2 separate regions of the Zea mays genome follow, and region 2 is linked to region 1. The links are chromatin contacts, called in public Hi-C maps. All regions are on one chromosome and are shown on one strand. Each heading gives the region's core, a stretch centred on a gene start, on an enhancer-like site or on the middle of the called end of the contact. The rest is flanking DNA. Distances are from core to core; before and after follow the strand shown. Region 1 holds the start of LOC100383551. Region 2 holds the start of LOC100276346.

Region 1 (4,521 bases), core at 1,218-3,717:
AACAAGATGGTGCCCTGAGTTGACATCTCTACATAGCATCTTGTACACATTCAAAACCCCACACAGATCCAACAACGTATAACACAGTGCTTAGTTTTGAAATCTTGAGTTCTTGACTATGGCAAAAAGGGCGTACCTAGTGCCGTAGGCTTCCCGCACTGTGCGGGGTCTAGGGAAAAAAAATCCGCCCCTCCCCATCCACCACCACACACATGTTGTAGAATCACAGAAATACACAATAAACTTCACCTGTTATAGTTAATAGTTTGATCTTGAATCAAGCTCTTGTGGGATATTTAATTTTTTGCCACTTTTCATTTGGCAAGGGCTCAATTGCCAGCTTTGGGTGCGTCCCTACGTTTTTGCAACACACCGATGAAAACTTCACCGTTTTAAAATTTTTGCATGCATGGCTGGCCAAGTCACCCTCAGGGGAATGCCAAAATACCTCTCTGTCCCTGTTGTATCCATTTAGGCATGTGTGGCCACAACATTCTGGTGGAGAAGAATGGTGTTGAGCCCACGCGTACCTGAATGGATAAGGCAGGGGCAGGGAGGTCTTTCGGCATTCCCCTTCCACGCTGGAACGGTGACTTGACCAGCCACACGTGCAGAATGTCTAAAACGGTGGCGTTTTCATCTGTGCAACAGCAAAAACATAGGGACACATCCAAAGCTGGCAATTGAGCCGTTGGCAAATGTAAAAGTGGGAAAAATTAAATATTCCAGCTCTTGTAATTCCTAAACTCAATGACGTGCTACACAAGCATAAACTTCTCTCACGTAGGACTTATGTGAGATTATAAACTTTAAGTGGCACTTGACAATATAGATGCTAGATCAGGAATGCATTATACACAAAACAAAAGCATAAGGAAACTTCTAATCCATTCTAACCAATAAGCAGGTCCAACCAAGTGACTAGAATACAATTATGGCCAAGTCCTATACTATCAACATTCACTAGCACAACAAGAAGAACTGACAATTTGCTAGTAGTCTTTCTCTAGGAGTCCAGGACCCATCAAATATTTTTGTTGCATGCTCATCATTATTCCCAATTCCTGTTATATCGTAAAAAAATGTGTAAAGCAGAACAGAGGGCAGACATAGATCAAAAGTAAGGGAAATAACGATGGCAGAAAATTACCCAATTGGGTACGTTGAGGCTCGATCAGTGCCTGTTGCAGCTACCCAATTGTCACCGCAGAATATATTCCGCCCTCCTACCACGATTGCCACCTGATAGGATTCAATGTAATATTAAATTGACTAGTGTTCCCTGATATCAGAAGAATGCATCTCTGAAATGTATGTACTCTATTTACCTCCACACCATGATGGCATGCCACTTGAACTTCTCTAGCGATCAGCATAATCACCTGACGAAGTGACAAAATTGTAGTACATAACAATTAGGGAAGCATCAAAATAGATCTATCACCATCAGCTAATATAAACTACCTTGGGATCAACATTTTGATGAGCTGCTCCACATAGGGCAGTGCCCCCAATCTTCAGAAGCACCCTCTTCCATCTTGGATTTGAAAGAGGGTTCGTTCTGGAGCTACCAACCCCAGTAGGAGGGCCAGTACAGGAAAGAGGATACCTACCGCGACAAACATTAGTTAAGACCAGTAGATCTCCAAATTGATCAAGCCATGATGTAAAAATGAACCACCTTTTGCTGCTGTGCTGCTGCTGCTGCCTCGGTTTCTCATCCTCGGCAGCAGTTAGAAGCTTGGAGGAGGCAGGAGATGCGGAGTTTCCCACGATCTGCTCCATCTTTTTGAACCAGGGCCAGTGGCTGATGGCACCCCCGCCCGAACTGGAGAGCCGCTGGCACTCCACCTTGTAACGTTTCTTAAGATTGTCGATCTTATTCTTACATTGCTCCACGCTCTTGGCCCCGGTAGTCTTGCCCTGCCCGTCGGTCACGGCGCCGGCCACGTCCTCCCAGTCCCGACCCCGCAGGTTTCCCCGGTTGAGCTGCTCAAATCGGTCCGTGTAGGCGTCGAGGAGGCTGCTGATCGCGCCGTCCGTCCACTCCTCCCGATCCTTACGGTAGTCTGACACGCTCGAGCTCCCTCCACCGCCACGGCCCTTCTTCCCACCACCGCCGCTGCCGCTGCTGTTGATGTAGGAACAGTACTCGCCCCCATCGCTGCTGAACTCCTCGGCGCGCTCCCTGCCCCGCTTGGCGTGGTGCGCCGGCTTGCCGCGCTCGGCGTGGTGGTTGCTCTCCTCCTGGGCCTGCGCGAAGGAGCCGGCGCCGGCGGCAGCCCCCGCAACCGCGTCAGTGAAGCTGAAGGGATGGGAGGCCTGTGGCGGCGGCGGCGGCGGCGGCGCGGGTTGCTGGGCGGTGGGGGCCGGGGGTGGGGGAGTTGCCGGCTGGTGTGCGTCGTCACCGAGGAGAACGAAGTCGTCGTCGCAGGAGGCCATGGATGGCCGCGCGTGGCGGCGTTAGGGTTACACCGCGGGCTCCGCTCCCAGACACGGCGGCGGCGTTAGGGTGACGACGTTACCGCGAGGTGTGGCTCAAGTTAATGAGGGCAGGCGGGGCGGGCAGGCGCCGCGCGACCCACGGCTCCGTCACGGCTCAATCACGGCTCCGTCACAGCGGGAATGTTACACGTTGCGGCAGTGGGACCCGCGTCGGCGAGGGTGACTGGGGCAAATGAAACAACTTTTCCCACTAATCGCTGGTAAATAACAAACCGGTTTTTAAATATAATTAAGACCGTCTCAAACAGCTCTCCTATCTTATCGTATATGTCATTCTCTATTTCAAAATTCACTTTATAAACAGTATTATCTATAATATCGTGTCTCTATTCTATAGAATCCATAGAAGACAGTCTAACGATTTTCCGTAGAAATGTATCCTCAAAGACGCTCTTAGTTAAAAAAAGATGGTTTATATTTATTTATTAGAATGCTAATCAAGAAAAAATATTAATGTAAAATTATAATTAAGAAAGCGAGATGGTTTGTTAGACAAAAACCATGTCTACATCAAAATAAAACATAACTAGTAAATTGCTCGTATGAGCTATGATTTCCATTTATAAATATTCTTACTACTATTAAGAATGAATGTTCGGCACCAGGTGCTACCACGACTTCATCACACGCTGACACATAGGGTCCCCCCGCCTCGACGTCGTGCCCTGTGGCTCCACGCTAAACACGCTCTCAGCTATTACCCTGTGGACCTCCTGTGCCCGCGCTGTTTAGAAATAAACAATGATTATATATATATAATGGTGTAAAGCGAGCATTTAAACACAGGCCCCCTACTTCAGAAATTTGGGGCTAACCACGAGACTACATGTATCTTAGTATTTAGAATTAAATAATAATTATATTTGAATAAATATCTCAATACATATTTATATGATATATTTAGGGTCCGTAGCAAAAGCACGGGCAACTGGTTATAATAATAATAATCATTAAGAATCTAATGTGGGCAACTGTGCTACCACTCAATACCTATTTATATGATATATTTAGGGTTCGTAGCAAAAGTACGGGCAACTAACTGTAATAATAATCTATTAAGAATCTAATGTGGGCACCTGTGCTACCATGACTTCACCCTCTCCACGTCAAGCACCCGCAAAAAATAATGCAAAGCGAGCCCTCGAAGCCACACCCCTCTACTCTAGAAATTTGGGGCTAACCACTAGACCACATGTATTTTAATGTTTAAGAATAAACAATAATTATATTTGCAGCCTAGACGCCGCTCCCCACGCTCTCCCGTCTCGTGGCAACGCACGGGCACATACCTAGTAGAGTATAAAGCATAAATACATGTGTTTTGTTGGCTAGGTGAGTGTAAATGTGGGTTTATAGCAGGGCTGTAATCAGGTCGGATACGGACAGATATTAATCGTTCCATATTTGTTTTCATATTTTCTCTTCAGATTCAGTTGATATAGAAATTATCAAGTTGTGTCGGACAAGTTGTGTCGGATAAGATTTGATAGATGTCGACATCTTAAATATTTGAAAGGGAAATGGTCCTAATCATTTTCCCTAATTAATTTTGGTGCTTGATGACCATAACAACCTTATGGACTAACTAGTTTATGCAGTCTTTGATTCACAGGTGCATAAGTCTACTCAACTCAGTTCTAAGTCAGAAACAGCTCAAAACCAACCACAAAGGGGTAAAACTTGGAAAAGATGAACAATACCTAGTTCACCATTTTTGGATAAGTTGCATACATCCCTTGGAACCTATTTAAGACATCTAAGAGGTTGGTTAGCTTAGATTCACAAAGTCACCATATTGGAGCTAGTTTGAGCAAAAACAAGTTTTCTAAGAAAAAAGAGAAGAAAAGATCCAAGAACCATGACTTAGACTAGTTGGATTGTTGTTGCATATGTTTGTATAAGTTATAGGAACACCCTCAAAGATATTCAAAAAGATTTGAAAAGGATTGGACAAAAGAGGTGGGTTGCTGGACAGAAGCACCGGGGGCTCAACGGACCGTCTAGTGGCTCACCGGA
Region 2 (4,521 bases), core at 601-3,100, 260 kb after region 1:
TACCATCACAATCTTAGTCAATTCATCAAAGTCATTCCAGCACTTGGACCTTTTCTTTGAGTTCGAGTTCCTTCCACCAGCATCAGGATCAGGGACTAACTCTGGCAGGCTCGTGGAGCCTGTGCCATTCCCTATTCCAGAGCTGGCGACAGTATCGATCTGAATAGGATCTCCATGGGTCTCATTCTCACTGAAACCAATGAAGAACATAGCATCCTCAACATCATTATAGTCCTCGAGCTTGCGCTCCTCCTCCTCTGCAGCCGCGTCAAGGTCCATGAGCCCGACGGCTACAACGGACACGAGCCCGACGACTAGGAGGTTCAACGGCTACAACGTACAATCGGCTCCGGCTACCTCAACAGCTACAAGGTTCAAGGCAACAAAATGAAATTAAATGTACATCTAACTATCCAGACGATTACAAGAATTAAAGGGCTAAAATTAAACAAACCTTTTCAAGCCAGAGCACCAGACACGACAGAACGGAGCCGAGGTCCGAGGAGCAGCCGAGCAGAGCGACCAACGAGCAAGGACCAGCCGAGCACTAGAGAAAGTCGGACAACCGGACAGGTTAGAAGGAGGGCGAGAATGGGAGGAAAATGAAAACAGAACAAAATTATAGATGTCCAAGCAGCCAGCAGGGGCACTAGTGAGGCAGTGAGCCAGTGACCATACAAGGCGCGGAGCTGCGGACCGCCGGACCGGAGACAGTGACGAATCAGGAAGGGAAACACGCACCCGCACCGCACGGAGCACCAACCGACCAGCTGTCAAGCTACAACTCGATCCGAGGAGGCGAGGAGCAGGGGCACTAGTGAGGCAGTGAGCCAGTGACCATACAAGGCGCGGAGCCGCGGACCGCCGGACTGGAGACAGTGAAGAATCAGGAAGGGAAACACGCACCCGCACCGCACGGAGCACCAACCGACCAGCTGTCAAGCTACAACTCGATCCGAGGAGGCGAGGAGCAGGGGCACTAGTGAGGCAGTGAGCCAGTGACCATACAAGGCGCGGAGCCGCGGACCACCGGACCGGAGACAGTGAAGAATCAGGAAGGGAAACACGCACCTGCACCGCACGGAGCACCAACCGACCAGCTGTCAAGCTACAACTCGATCCGAGGAGGCGAGGAGCACCAGCCGACCAGCGAGGAGCACCAACGATGAACGAGCATCACCAATCACCAGATCCGAATGGGATTAGGGTGAGGGTTAGGAATAGGGAGACAGAGGGAGGGAGGATAGGGAGTCAGGGAGCACCAGAGACGTCGGAGGTGGTGAGCCGTCGGCCGTCGACGGTGGGAGGAGGCACCGAGGCAGGCACCGAGGCGACGTCGCGACGCGGAGGCAGAGCCGAGAGGAAGAAAATCGCCAAGCACAGCCGTACGAAGACGAAGTCGGGACAGGGGCGGTAGAACTGGGGCTGGCTGGCTGCCTGGGCAGGGTCGCGGGGATTTGGATTAAGTTTGTGAGATGGGGCGCGGGCTGAGAACGAGCCGATCCATTATCCGTACCGAGCCGTGCCAAAGCACGTGGGCCGCATATGGCGTCCAAGCCCAGCACGCGGATCGGACCGTGCTAGTCCGGACACGATCTTAACCGGGCCGTGACCGGGCTAAAAACTTGCCGGACTTCGGGCTAAACAGGCAGCCGCGCTGTTTGGACATGTATAGTTGGAGTGGGTGTGGTGTGCGCGATGCGCTGCGGGATGGTGTGCAGAGAAAGGCAAACGGGAACGGATCGGACGATCCGCACGCCGCATCGGTTGCATCGTGCGGCTCCCGTTTCGCGGCAGTCGTTACGAGGCGGAGTCGCCGCACGCCCTCCGCTTTCCGAGTGACAGCCGCACTCGGCCCTCGTAGCTGGTGGTTGAAGCGGGAGACGCAACGAGAAAAAATCCGTACGGTTAAAGTTGTGGCAGGAGGAGTGGGGGCGCGGGAGAGATGATAAGGATGGCGGCAGCGTCTCAGCCGCCATCGTCAGCCTTGCGGATGCACGGGTGCGGCGGCGCGGCTTCTGCGTCGTCCGCGCCCGTGCGCCTCTTCACGGAGTCGCGGGGTAGAGTCGTGGCGTCGATTGGGAGGGGCAGGAGGCGGAGGCGCGCCATCTCGTGCTGCTCGTCTCCAGACGCAGATGGCCCTCGCCCCGCCGCGCCACCGACCTCCGCAGCGCCTTCCGACGGGTCGATACAGCTCTATTCCCAGATCGAGAGGTAGGCAGTGGATCATTCTGTGGTTTTATCTGTTCTTCTCGAACCTTGGCGCCGGTCTTATCTCACTGCGGAGGGGACGGCGCGTAGGGTAATCACGGAGGCGGCAAAGCAGTCCCGGGAAGGCTGGGGTTCGACTGGAGATTGGACCGAAGTCGAGGTGCGTTTCGGTGGCTCTAGCCTTCACTACAGTTGCGTTCTGTGTTTATAACTTTATCCGGATTGTATTGATTATTAGTGCTGATTGTTATGCTAGGGATCATGGGTGTTGAGACCGAAGTCCTTGGAGCCATCATTTGTTGTCCACTTTGTTGGAGGAATTTTTGTCGGAGCCGCTCCCCAGATCACATACCGCTTCTTCCTCGAGTGTCTCGCGAACAGGTATGTTTAAAAGCAGTGTCAAACCACCCAAGTTTGTTTCCTATGAGCTATTTTATTATTTTGGATGATTAAGCTTTGTGATCTTCTTGTCATCGAGGAAGAGTAATATCTGAACTTTATGAAAAGTACAGAGAGTTAGCTCAACTTTCGCACCTGGGTTGTACAGTTGTACTTCCATGTGTTTTGAGCTTGTTTTCTCAAACAAAGCATTGCCAAACGAATGTCCTGAAACGATGGAGCATACTGCTAAACTAATATTCTCACTTGTTCATGTGAGCTTTAAGGAGTACTCCTATGTTTGTTCATCTATGAATAAAAAATACAGATAACTCTGTCATTACCTGACTACTGATCTAATCCAATTCCTTCCATTATGACTTATACAGTTGCTTCCCTATTTCCACTGCAAAAATGCTCATTTATCTTTTCGTTTTCTAGGGGAGCTTTGGTGATTGCTACACCTTATGCGAGCGGCTTTGACCATTTCTTCATTGCAGATGAAGTTCAATTTAAGTTTGACAGGTGTTTGAGAAACTTGGATGAGCCTGTAAGTAAAACTATCTGCTTAATAAATCAGGATTCTGTCCATTGTACTAAGTATATGAAATTTTAAACAGGTAAATGATCTCCCAACGTTTGGTGTTGGACATTCATTGGGATCTGTTATCCACATGTTGATTGGTAAGACACATCTATTTCCAATTCCTGTTTATGAAATATTCTCCTTTTGTCCTTTTCTTTTTGCTACAATTATATAATTTGTCTTCCTAATGGTTTGTACTCCAGGATCAAGATATGCTGTGCAGCGAAGTGGAAATGTACTGATGTCCTTTAACAACAAGGTATGTTTTTGCATATCTTGCCATTCATCCTACTCCTACCTATTGGAATATAAGTGAATTGTCCACTTCTCCCCCATCATGTTAAGCTTTTGGGTTGATCTGGTCAGTATATGCAATGCAACTCAATATGGTATCAAGGTCAGATGTCTCTAGCTTGAATCCTGATTAGCGCAATTAAATAAAAATAATTGTTGCTCGAACCTATTCCACGTTGAGGTCTGAGGGGGTCTCCACGTGAGGGAGATTGTTAGAATATAAGTAAATTCTCGGTTTCCCCATCAACTTAAGCTTTAGGGTTGAACTGGTCAGTGCATGCAACTCAACTTAAGCTTTAGGGTTGAACTCGGTTTCCCCATCCAGGTGTGGCTATGGTTACTATTTCTTTAGCTACATGCCTGCATGTATCATTACAAATTTGACTCAGTTTTAGTCCTCTGTCCAAATGTACATAAACTTGGAGTTGGTCCGTGAAACATATATTTGAGCATAGGATATCTAGTACTATAACTAAATTATCTAAAATAACTGGTTGCATGTGATACTTCAGAACTGCATATTCCAGATGTTTTTGCTTCACTAGCTGAGATGTTTCTTGCTATTTCAAGTTCTATTTTCATACATCGTATGTAAATGCAAAAGACATGGGAGATGTTTTGTATGATTCCTTTACAGAACAGTGCTATCATTTTTAACATGTGATGTGGCTCTTTGAATGTGACATGCAATTGTTGAAGTGTACAAGTGCACTGCCTACCTTCTAATAGCTTAAGCTTTTTGGTTGAACTGGTTAGCGCGTCCACTCTAAAAAAGTAACTAGTTTTCAGAACCATATATGCCATTATCAGGTGGCATTTTGTACCATCTCGTTTTTTGTGCTTCGAGTTAGAGAAGGTTGTGTCCAACTCTTCTTCTCAAATTTCATGTTCCAGAAAAATATGCTTATGGAAAAATTACCTCTTTATATGCCCTTCATTTGTTGCAGGAGGCAAGCTCTGCGATCCCACTATTTTCACCTGTAATTGTTCCTATGGCACAGAGTTTTGGCCCTATATTCTCCCAATTGGCATCGTATCCAACAATCCGATTT

What was found. A called contact is a pair of places that touch in the nucleus more often than the background predicts.
Region 2: a contact with region 1 is called in a Hi-C map of endosperm, with 2.4 times the contacts expected there. The contact joins the promoter of LOC100276346 here to the promoter of LOC100383551 in region 1. A contact is called at or near these places in 2 of 25 Hi-C or Micro-C datasets (ear and endosperm).

Annotation. Positions count from the first base shown.
Region 1 is chr2:61,386,881-61,391,401 of Zm-B73-REFERENCE-NAM-5.0, forward strand. It overlaps LOC100383551, which reads right to left and starts at 2,468. Exons shown (of 7, transcript NM_001362090.1): 1 at 1,682-2,468; 2 at 1,465-1,609; 3 at 1,329-1,382; 4 at 1,151-1,242. The coding sequence starts at 2,442.
Region 2 is chr2:61,645,532-61,650,052 of Zm-B73-REFERENCE-NAM-5.0, forward strand. LOC100276346 reads left to right here and starts at 1,851. Exons shown (of 11, transcript NR_175984.1): 1 at 1,851-2,214; 2 at 2,302-2,371; 3 at 2,468-2,592; 4 at 3,031-3,139; 5 at 3,210-3,273; 6 at 3,379-3,434; 7 at 4,417-4,521.